Linked DNA regions of Mus musculus: regions 1 and 3 are each linked to region 2. Evidence: chromatin contacts called from public ChIA-PET and HiChIP or PLAC-seq data. All regions are on one chromosome and are shown on one strand. The core of a region is the stretch at or near the end of the contact, and the rest is flanking DNA. Distances in the headings are between cores, read along the strand shown.

Evidence for each region. ChIA-PET counts read pairs in DNA pulled down with a chosen protein or histone mark. HiChIP or PLAC-seq counts read pairs in DNA pulled down with a chosen protein or histone mark.
Region 1: an RNA polymerase II ChIA-PET map of memory CD8 T cells shows a contact between it and region 2, with 1,180 read pairs. The contact joins the promoter of Rccd1 here to the promoter of Blm in region 2. A contact is called at or near these places in 8 of 39 promoter capture datasets (the C10 cell line, embryonic stem cells, erythroid cells and 4 more), 1 of 15 datasets of contacts at CTCF or cohesin (the NIH/3T3 cell line), 4 of 484 Hi-C or Micro-C datasets (CD8 T cells, bone marrow-derived macrophages, embryonic stem cells and 1 more), 12 of 115 datasets of contacts at active chromatin or transcription factors (the SCID.adh cell line, bone marrow-derived macrophages, effector CD8 T cells and 8 more) and 4 of 9 other capture datasets (adipose tissue, liver, macrophages and 1 more).
Region 3: a contact with region 2 is called in a FOXA1 HiChIP or PLAC-seq map of pancreatic cancer cells. The contact joins the enhancer-like site here to the promoter of Blm in region 2. A contact is called at or near these places in 3 of 39 promoter capture datasets (the 3T3-L1 cell line, liver and neural stem cells), 2 of 115 datasets of contacts at active chromatin or transcription factors (the NIH/3T3 cell line and pancreatic cancer cells) and 2 of 9 other capture datasets (adipose tissue and liver).

The regions. Positions count from the first base shown.
Region 1 is chr7:80,322,605-80,326,193 of GRCm38.p6, reverse strand. Rccd1 (RCC1 domain containing 1) reads left to right here and starts at 1,740. Exons shown (of 9, transcript NM_173445.4): 1 at 1,740-2,444. Unc45a (unc-45 myosin chaperone A) reads left to right here. Exons shown (of 20, transcript NM_133952.2): 19 at 26-181; 20 at 317-902. The coding sequence ends at 574.
Region 2 is chr7:80,532,961-80,536,456 of GRCm38.p6, reverse strand. It overlaps Blm (Bloom syndrome, RecQ like helicase), which reads left to right and starts at 1,338. Exons shown (of 22, transcript NM_001042527.2): 1 at 1,338-1,414.
Region 3 is chr7:80,714,222-80,717,514 of GRCm38.p6, reverse strand. Iqgap1 (IQ motif containing GTPase activating protein 1) reads left to right here. Exons shown (of 38, transcript NM_016721.2): 37 at 396-504. Among named protein-coding and RNA genes, the nearest start is that of Crtc3, 27 kb to the right of the region's middle. Within about 2 kb of position 2,039, at least 105 of the 459 cell types and tissues checked have an H3K27ac peak or open chromatin away from gene starts, as enhancers often do. A contact at or near this core is called in the NIH/3T3 cell line and pancreatic cancer cells, where this site is marked.

The DNA.
Region 1 (3,589 bases), core at 491-2,990, 210 kb after region 2:
TGGTCCTTGCCTCCATCTGTCCCAGGTGCAAGATCTCTTCGAGGCCCAGGGCAATGACCGGCTGAAGCTGCTGGTGCTGTACAGCGGCGAGGATGATGAGCTGCTGCGGAGGGCGGCTGCTGGGGGCCTGGCCATGCTCACCTCCATGCGGCCCGCACTCTGCAGTCGTATCCCTCAAGTGGTGAGTACCTGGTCTGGGCGGGGGAGGCTGAAGGAGCTAGCAGTTCCCTACATGGTGGTATGGCTGTTGTGTCGGGGAGTTCCTAGAGCGTAGATGTGGTTTCTGCCAGTCTTCACATCCGCCCGTTTCCTACAGACCACACACTGGCTGGAGATCTTGCAGGCCCTGCTCCTCAGCCCCAACCAGGAGCTGCAGCACCGGGGCACCGTGGTGGTGCTGAACATGATGCAGTCTTCGAAGGAGATCGCCGGCACCCTGATGGAGAGTGAGGTCCTGGAGATCCTGTCAGTGTTGGCCAAGGGCGAGGAGAGCCCAGTCACCAGGGCTGCCGCAGCCTGCCTGGAGAAAGCAGTGGAATATAGACTCATCCAACCCAACCAGGACGGAGAGTGACGATCGGCCCGGGGCCCACAGCTCACGCATCTGTCACCCTTCACAGCTCTGAGTCAGCACTGGGATGCTCGATACTTGCCTCGCCTCCACAGCTGCCACAGTTGCACTTTGGTGTTCTCAGGACACACAGCATACAGCCCTGCCCTGCCAGCACTCAGGAGGGCCCTGTCTGTACTGTAGAGAGCTGAGGCTGGGGGACGTACATCCCATTCAAGCCTGAGGATTATGGGCATCAAGAAGGAAGGACACAACAGCATCCTCACATGCTGGGAGCATCATCAGAGCCTGCCAGCAGGCTCACCCCGCTAATAAATTCTGTGGAACTAAAGCATCTGTTTGTTGTTGTAGGCGGGGCTGCTGAGGGTGGGACACTCAGGAGCAACAGCTGGACATCAGCAAAGTGTGCTGTAGAGCGCTGTTGCTGTAACAGAAGGAAGCCAGTGGGCCCATGGAGAACCTTTGTAGACAAGGCCTTAATATGGGTAGGACAGGCTGGCTTCAAACTGATAATCCTTTCTCAACCGTTAAGAGTTGTAGGAATTACAAGTGCCAACACCCACGCTGGTTTCTTTCTAAATCCTGGTGAGTTAGCCTAAAGCTTAGGAAGCTGATCAAATTTCAGTGTCTTTTTTTTTTTTTTTTTTTTTGTTTGTTTGTTTGGTTGGTTTTTTCTTTTTCTTTCTTTCTTTTTTTTTTTTTTTTTGGTTTTTTTTCGAGACAGGGTTTCTCTGTATAGCCCTGGCTGTCCTGGAGCTCACTTTGTAGACCAGGCTGGCCTCGAACTCAGAAATCCGCCTGCCTGTGCCTCCCGAATGCTGGGATTAAAGGCGTGCGCCACCACTGCCCAGCTTTTTTTTTTTTTTTTTTTTTCAGTGTCGTTTTTTTATGCTGGTCCTTGGATACATTTGTCATGATATTGTGAGTTTTCTGTGATCTCTACCCAGTCTGTGTTTGGAATTTGGGGTCAGTGTGCGCTTCCCTCGGGGAAAATACATTTTTCTGTAACTCTGCCAGGTTGAAGGAGAAACAGGACTCAAATAGATTCCCTATATGGCTAGGAACACCGGTTTCTTAGAGGCTGGAGTCCAGGCTTGGCACTCATTGGCTCAGTACAAGTAAGTGACAGAGCCTGGGCCAATCAGTGAAGGCACTAGTACTACAGCTTCCTGTTTGGCCCTCAGTCCTGCGCTTGTTCAGTAGTGAACGACCTCCTTCCTTGTTCAAAGGGAATGGAGGGTGTCAGGGCTTGGTCTTCGCCCGCCGTTTCCCTCGGATCGTCAAGAGTATCCATTCATTCAGTGGTTCCAACCGCGTCCACTGCTGTTGGCGCGCACAGGAGACTTCAGCCTACTGCCTGGTGGCAGGTAACCCGGCGCATGTGTGCCGGTCAGGCGCGCCCCAGTGGTGACGTCACCGCTCGTGCCTGCGATTGGCTCCGAAAAGCTGGCGCACCGAATGACCGCGTTGCTTGGCGCGGAGGCCCTTAAAAAGTGCTTTACTCCGCCGGCCATCTGTTCCCCGAGCCATACATTACTATGCGCTGCTCACTTTCAAGGTTTCCTGCTTAAAGGGCTTTCCTGATGAGTTGAGGGTACAGGCTAATGGGAAGATGAAAGATTCCTTTGGTTGGGGATCCAGGAGCTGTAGTCTCAGATCTGACTTAAGAGGCTCGAGAGTGTCTGTAAAATTCTGATCCATTCGAGTGAAGTGGCGTTGCATTTTGAACCGCGCGACTGTCTCCCAATTTCAGCCTGAGCTCCCTGGGACCCATAGTCATCACATTAAGTCAAAGGAAAGGCGCAGCAAAGACTTCTTGAATAAACGACCGAGTAAGGTCCAGTGGAAATTGTCCAAATGCCTCTGAAACCCGGTAAGAGCCAATGGTCATTTTCGTCGTTAAATTCTACTGTGTAAACTAAGCTAGGACTGTTTACACTTAAATTTTGATTTGTATTTATTGCAAACAGTTCTGCTAGGTAGATACAAGCAGTGCTGTCCCCACTCGCCTTGTAAAACTGAAGTTGTGCAATAGGATCCAGGTGCACAGGCACGCCCACCTAGGTCCCAGGTGTTTATTCTTCTTGTTGGGACGAGGCTTATAAATCCATAGGACACGGCTCAGCTCCACACTTGCTGTGTGATTGGGAGTCTAGAGAAAAATGGAGTCAATTTGAATGGAGACTCGGGGTTAAAGTTCTCAAGGCTAAGAGACTGGAGCTGTGGGCCTCAGATCCTAGTGTTGTATCTGATCTCCCACGTACATGCCTCACAGTTCCCTTGTGGTAATAGAAATAAGTTCTGGGTTGCAAAGAAAGAGACCACTGTTAAGGCCTAGATGGAAGGTTAAGGCCTAGGTAACCGTTACCTGGACAGCCTGCCATTATAAAGAAACTTTCTCATGTTTGTGCTGTTCCTAAGGAACTTTCTAATGCTAAGATTGATTATATAGTTATGTTCTGTGCCCTTGAAACCAATCACGATAGAAGTCAGTAGAACGACTTTGTATAGTTACCCTTGGACCCGAAACAACCACCCTGCAGCACTTTCTGCACCTGTGTATAAGCTTTTATAGTGTAAGCTGCCCCTGGGATGGGCCCCAAGGTAAGAGAGTCACCTGAGCCAATATAAGGAACTATTTGGAATAAGACTTTCATTTTGGCTGGGCAGTGGTGGTGCACGCCTTTAATCCCAGCAGTTGGGCGGCAGAGGATTTTAGAGTTTGAGGCCAGCCTGGTCTACAAAGTGAGTTCCAGGACAGCTAGGGCTATATAGAGAAACCCTGTCTTGAAACAAACAAACAAAAAAAGACTTCCATTTTGAGTAGGGGCCAAGTAGAGTTTAAATTCTCAAGACCTCCCTGAGAACTGACATCCTATTTTGCAGAAAGAAACATGTGTGTGGGTAACTAATCCTGGTAGACAAGTTAAGATATGAATATTGAACAAGAAAGAGAAGAAAGAAAAAAAAAAAACAAAAAGAAAAAAAAACAACAAAAAAAAACAAAAAGAAAAAAAA
Region 2 (3,496 bases), core at 89-2,588:
ATGTGTCCTCTAACCCACAACTCTCCACCAGTTTTCTCTAGATATGAATATTTAAATTTTATAAAGATCCCACATATAAGATCATGCAATAATAATTTACTGTGTCTGGCTTATTTCACTTAGCATAATGTCCCTAAATGGAAAGATCTGGTTCTTTTTACCAGGCTAATTACTATTCTGATGTGCATTTCCCGTCTTTCTCCTGACAGCTTATTTTCATATCTTGGCTATTGTGGATTATGCAGCAATGAACAAGGGAAAGCTGATAGCTTTAGGAAGTTATTTATTAATTTTCTTTGGGTATATGTCAGAGGAGATGTTTCTGGGTCATGAGGTAACTTTTAGTATCTTTCAAATCCTTTGTACTGTTTTCCATATTGTTGTAACAGTTTGAATTTACTCCTTAAAAGAGGGAAAGGGTCCGGCAGTGGTGGCATACGCCTTTGATCCCAGCACTTGGGAGGCAGAGGCAGGTGGATTTCTGAGTTGGAGGCCAGCCTGGTCTACAGAGTGAGTTCCAGGACAGCCAAGGCTATACAGAGAAACCCTGTCTCAAAAAACCAAAATAAATAAATAAATAAATAAATAAATAAATAAAATAAAAAGAGGGTAAGGACAGATGACAGGGTTGGAAGAGAAAAAAATTAACAAGAGCCCACTTTGGTGGAATATGTAATCCTAGTATTTGGGAAGTGTAAGTAGGTGGATCGGGAGTTCAAGGTCAGCTTCTCCTACACAATTTGGTGGAGGTTTGAGGCCAACCTGGGCTATGTAAGGTCCGGTCTCAAAAAAACTAAAAGTTACAAAAATAGAAGATCAGGCATCACCGGGCTGCATTCATGGTGGAAGCTACCCACTAGAACTGAAGCTTCACCCTCGGCATCTGCATGCCAGCTGAAGTATCTGAGCTTGCGACCGATTAATGACAGTCAGCAGTGGAAGAACCGCCGAAGTTTCACAAGAATAGAGGGTGAGATCCAAAAGAAGAGGCCCACAGACGCTTCGCCTGATTTACCGGAACTAGCAAGCCTCGGCTGTCTTCAAACATCACAAAATCTCTACCATGCCACAGACTGGGCTTCAGGCGCCTTTCCCTACACTAGGAAAACAAAAAACAAAAAACAAAACAAAGCCTTACTACGCCGGAAGCCAGGTAGTTTGCCATAATCACCTGACCGGTCAGCTGCATTCGGATTGGGCTTTAGTAGTACGTGCTCGGGGGATACCGCCCCAGCAGCTCTAGGGGCGGGGCCAGGAGCCAGAGGCCACGGTATTGGTTAGATCCTTCAGGGATTACCCAATCAGAATCATCCTTCTTGCCGCGCAGAGCGTGCGGCGCGGGGCGCAGGAGGGCCGTGTCGGCGCGCGGAGTTTGGATGGTGGTTCCGCCCGGCGCGACGTAAGCCTGAGTGAGGTGAGTTCGGCGCGCGCTGGGTTGCGGTGGCTCCGCCGACTAACAGAGCCCGAGGCCTTGGCCATTTCACCAGTCATCCGTCCCAGGTTCTCCGAGCCTCGCTTGTGGCGAGAAGCCCAGACCGGAGTAGAGACCTGGTGACCCAGAAAAGGCCATGTCAGGCGGCCGAGGCTCGAGTCTCACTGTCCACACTTTCCTTAAGGCCTTGATTGTCATACGCGAGAAATTAGCTCATCTGCTTCCCGTAGTTTGTGTAGTGCTGCAACGACCCCTCGTAGCAATGCATGCTTTCGAGACGCCAGAAGAGGTGGAGGTGCCCTGTTTTTAATCGGAGAAGCAGGAGCTCAGACCTCGTTTGCCGAAAGGGCGCGCGGGCTTGGATGCCAGATGAGGTTTGAATAGGACCTGCCCAGCTCTGAAGCCTATCTCACTGCCCCAGGCTTCCTCCCAGTCCCTCTTAACTGTCATAGGTTACCGGGTGAGGGTGACTGAGATGAACCTGCCATCTTCCGGTGTCGCCTTTAAATACACAGCTCTCCTACCTCAGCAAGGGGTAGGGGTGGGAAAGACTGATCGAGAGATGACAAGATGGAGGAGAAGGAGAGAGGCAGACGCCTGGGGAGTAATACATTTAATTGAGCTTGGAAGGAACTTGTCTCAGCCATCCAGTGCTGAGTTGACGTCACACCGTCTCAGCCATCCAGTGCTGAGTTGACGTCACACCGGCTTGAGTCAACATTTTGTTAGCCTGACTGCTATTCTGTTTGGATGTCACTTTAACTTTGCTTGGATGAAGTGGGATTTTTAGGTTCCCAAGATAGGGATTTAGTACCAGTTTGTTTGTTTTGGATCTTGTAGTCCCGTCTGGCCTCAAACTTGTAGAGCTGAGGGTGACTTTGGACTCCATGATCTTTTCAGCCTCAACCTCTCAAGTGCTTGAGTTACAGACCCATGTCACCATCCCTGTTATTTAAAGTGTATATACTGTGAAATATGTACTTCTGCAAAAGAGACTCACAGATTTCTCTGTGTAGCCCACTGTAGACCAGGCTGGCCTCGAACCCTGATTCCACTGCCTTTCCCTCCTGAGTGCTGGAATTAAAGGCAATGGCTGCCACTGCTGGACAGAATGTAGCATCTTAAACTTGGTTGAGGGACATGCTCTATTTTCTAAATTTTTACCTTTTGTCAGGAATGGAGATAGGAGTATGTTCTTGTCCATGTTTGTGTGTGTGTGTTAATGTGCAAGAAGACCAGAGGTACCTTCTGCAGTTGTCTTCCATCTTAGTGTTTGGGGCAGTCTCACTGAACCTGGAACTTACTGATTAAACTAGCAAGCCTCCCAGGACTGGCATTATAGATGCACATTACCACTCCTGACTTTCTAAGTGGGTTCTGGAGATCTGAAATCAGGTCCCTATGTTCATACTACAAGCAGTTTACTGACTGAGCCATCTTCCCAGGCCTTTTCTGTCTTACCAGGTTCAAAGTAATTGAAAAATTATCTGTATAATTTTGTGCCTAAAAGCCTTTGAGTATCTTGCTTTCCTGTAGAATAAGATCAGTTGCCACTAGGAATTTTGGTGGTTCACACCTATGACCCCAATTGGCACTTTGAATGAGACAGGAGAATGGAAAGTTAAGAGCAGCTTTATAAAGACTATCTTAGAAGCAAGCTACCTCCCAGAGCAAGCCTATAATCCACACACACATAGAAGGTGGAGACAGAAGGATCAGAAGTTGAAAGTTTTCCTCGGGTGCATAGTAAATTTGAGACCGGTCTAGACTATATGAGACCCTGTCTCCAAAACCCAAAACAAACATTAAAATGCTCATTACATTTATAATGTCTTTCTGTCACTCTGGCTATTATTGTTTTTGTTATTATTAATATTATTTTGGGGGTGGTTTTGAGTCAGGGTTTCTCAGTGTAGCTCCGGCTGTCCTGGAATTTACTCAGTAGACCAGGCCTTGAACTCAGAGATTTGCCTGCCTCTGCTTTCTGAGCGCTGAGATTAAAGGTGTGCACCACTACTGCCTGACTCATAACAAAACTTTAACAGTATTTTTTATTTGTGTGTG
Region 3 (3,293 bases), core at 790-3,289, 180 kb before region 2:
CTCACTCTGTAGACCAGGCTGGTCTCAAGACTCAGGTATCTCCCTGCCTCTGCCTCCCGAGTGCTGGGATGGCAGGTGTGCGCCACCACACCCTGCTCCTTTTCTCACTGACTTTTGACTGTTGCTTCAGGGCGGGGCCATCTGGTCTCACCATTTCAGGCTTTGGTGGCCTTCTCATGGGCCGTCTTGGAACAAATTGCAAGTGCTTCAGGGAGGGGTGACCATTTCTCTCTCCAGGTGTCAAAGCAGACACCACAGCAGGATGCTTTTGCCAATGGCGCTGCCGCTCCAGGCGAACTTAGGTCCAGAATCTACCCCTAGTGCCCCCTCCCCCATCTCAGAGTCTCATTACCTAAAAACTCAAAGCTCACACATACGGTGTTGTGTTTCAACAGATTTAAAAATGTTATCTTCGAAATTGGTCCAACAGAAGAAGTTGGAGACTTTGAAGTAAAAGCCAAGTTCATGGGAGTTCAGATGGAGACTTTCATGTTGCATTATCAGGTGGGTGTGCACAGGCTCAGGCGTGACGCTCTCCGATGAGGTGGGAGAAAAGATAAGGGAAAGCCTTTGGGGAGAGCTTTGTGTATTCAGAGAGCTCGGTGGGCGCCTAGTTGGGAGAAGCTAAGGGCTTGGGGAGTTGGGTGTGGTCTGTGTCCTCTGAGAGTCGTCCTGTGCGGATGCTTTAGAGTGCTCTGACACCTGAATCTTCACTCCAGCCCTGATGAGCTGGTGCCCTGGCCTTGAAGGAGGTACCTAACCACCAGTGTTAGCAGTAAGAGATTCTTTGCTGCTCTGTACTTGAAATCTCTCTTTGTTTTCATTTTTATTTGATATGGATACCTTTTGTTAGGGATATTACTAAAATTTGTGAACACATTGCCTCGTTGTAACTCTGAATCACATTTTAAATTCAAAATTAACTCTGTAGCCGTTTTATAACGTAGCTGCCCCTAATTTATTTTTAAGTTTCTTTTTTTTTTCTTTCTGGTGCTTACATTTGACCCTCAGCATTGTGCTTGCAGGCTGTTTCCCACTGAGTTCAATTTCCAACCCCAAATACCTGATTTTGGGGAGTGGGAGGAATCTTATGTAGCCCAAACTATCCTCAAATCCACTATGTAGTTGAGTCTGGCCTTGAACACTTGACTCTCCTGTTTCTCCCAAATGCTGGGATTATAGATATGTGCCACCATGCCGAGCTGCCTAAATATCTATTTTTGCACATTAAAAAATGTACCAAATAAGGATGGTGACACGCACCAGTAATCCAGCTCTCAGGAGACAGAGGCAAGAAGATTCAGAGTTTGAGGCCAGCCTGGACTTCATTGTAATTCCTGGCCAGCCTGTATAGTGAAAGCAATCTTCAAAATCCAAAGCCAGAAATAATCAGACAATTGAAAGGATTCATGAGCGGTGTCCAGACCCAACTATGTGTGTACCACATAGTAGACCTCTTACGGTTTTTGTTGGTTGGTTTCTTTTTCTTTTCTTTTTTTTTTTTTTAAAGATTTATGTATTTATGTATGTAGCTGTCTTCAGACACACACCAGAAGAGGGCATCAGATCCTATTACAGAAGGTTGTGAGCCACCATGTGGTTGCTGGGAATTGAACTCAGAACCTCTAGAAGAGCAGTCAGTGCTCCTAACCAGTGAGTGACCTCTTCAGCCTGGTTGGCTCATTTCTTTTGCAGTGCTGAGAATCAAACTTTGAGCCTCACACATGCTCTACTGCCAAACTGCTCTTCCATGTCTTGCCACACCCTGCCTTGCTTGCCACTGCCGTGGTCTAGCAAACCAGGCTGGTGCCTCTCTGTGAGCAAGCGTTCCGCCTTCTGCACAGGATGCTCTCCCCTCCTGGAATCAGCCTCCCTCCCTCTGCTCCCTACCTGCCTCCTGCCTCCATCAAACAGTGAGCACTGGCCCGCGCTGCCCCCCTACAGCCGCAGTGATGGCCCTTCCCCTTGACTCAGCAGCCCTGAGACATCCTCTGTTGACAGTGCGAGCTGACTCATTTCCCTGCCACCCCCAAAACTGGGAACTCCTAAGACAGTATGTCTTAGTCATCTGTACCTCCCTGTTGGTAACCAGTAGTCTCTCAGCGCATATTAATTCAGTAACTGTGAAAGGATTTCTTCACACACTGTAACTAAGCATACTGCATACAGTCCCTATTCCATTGGTTTCACTGCCAGTGCAGGCCAACCAGTCTGCTAAGGAGACTGTACACTGCTGCTCGGATTCAGGAACTGGTCTGCCTCATAGGTGCCTGGGGTTAGGGTTAGGCTAGGCAGAGAGGACACACCATGGTCCCCATCCTTGGGACACTGCGGTCCCTTCATGCCCTTCCTCACCACCACTCACCAGTTTAGTGGTAGTGACGACAGTGCTGTCGTAAGCCGCCAGGACTGCAGAGAACATTAGAAAACAGCCGATCATACCGATCACCCCAGAGCCAGCTCTTTCCTGATGGCCTTGCCACCCAACACTTTGAGCCTCAGCAGCTCATCTCTAAAGTTCAGATAATTATGCTTCATAAGGTTTTTGTAATGCCTTGAAAAAATAGTGTGTAAGGTGCCTAACCGAGGCCACACACAGGCTCGGTGCTGGATGGTTGCTCCTCCTGTTGTACTTGCATTTACGTTAGACAACCTTTCTCATGCGGAGTTGAAGTTGGAGTCATATTCAGTTTACAAGAGACCCTGGGCTCAGTCTCCTAAAAACAAAGGACTCCAGTAGACTGCAGAGCTGGAGATGTAGTTCTGTTGGTAGAATGCTTGTTTGGCAGGCACAAACCCCTGGGTTTGATCTCAGCACTGTAGAAACTGAGCCAGGCAGCACATACCTGTCATCCCACCATGGGGTCAGGAGTATTCGGTCAGCCTGTGCAAAAGTGCCAGGGGTGGAGGCGGGGCGGGGGCAGAGCAACTGGTAGGTACTGAGACATTACAGGTCATTCTCATTTTCATTTCTCATTCTCATTGGCATATTTCATAAATTGAAATGCCTTTACTTTTTCTATGTGTATTAAAACCTCTAACCTACATCTGAAACAATGGGGAAATGCCATCATAACTTCTTTTTGATTAATCATTCCTTTACATTTCAAATCATATCCCCCTTCCAGTTACCCCTCAACAAATCCCATCCCATCTCCCCTCTCCCCTCTCCACCCTCCCCTTTGCCTCTTGAGGATGATGCTTCACCCACTCATCCATGCCCTGCTCACTGCTCCAGCGGCCCCTACCGTTGTAACTTTTGAAATAAGCTTTAAATGTATTTTAACTGAACA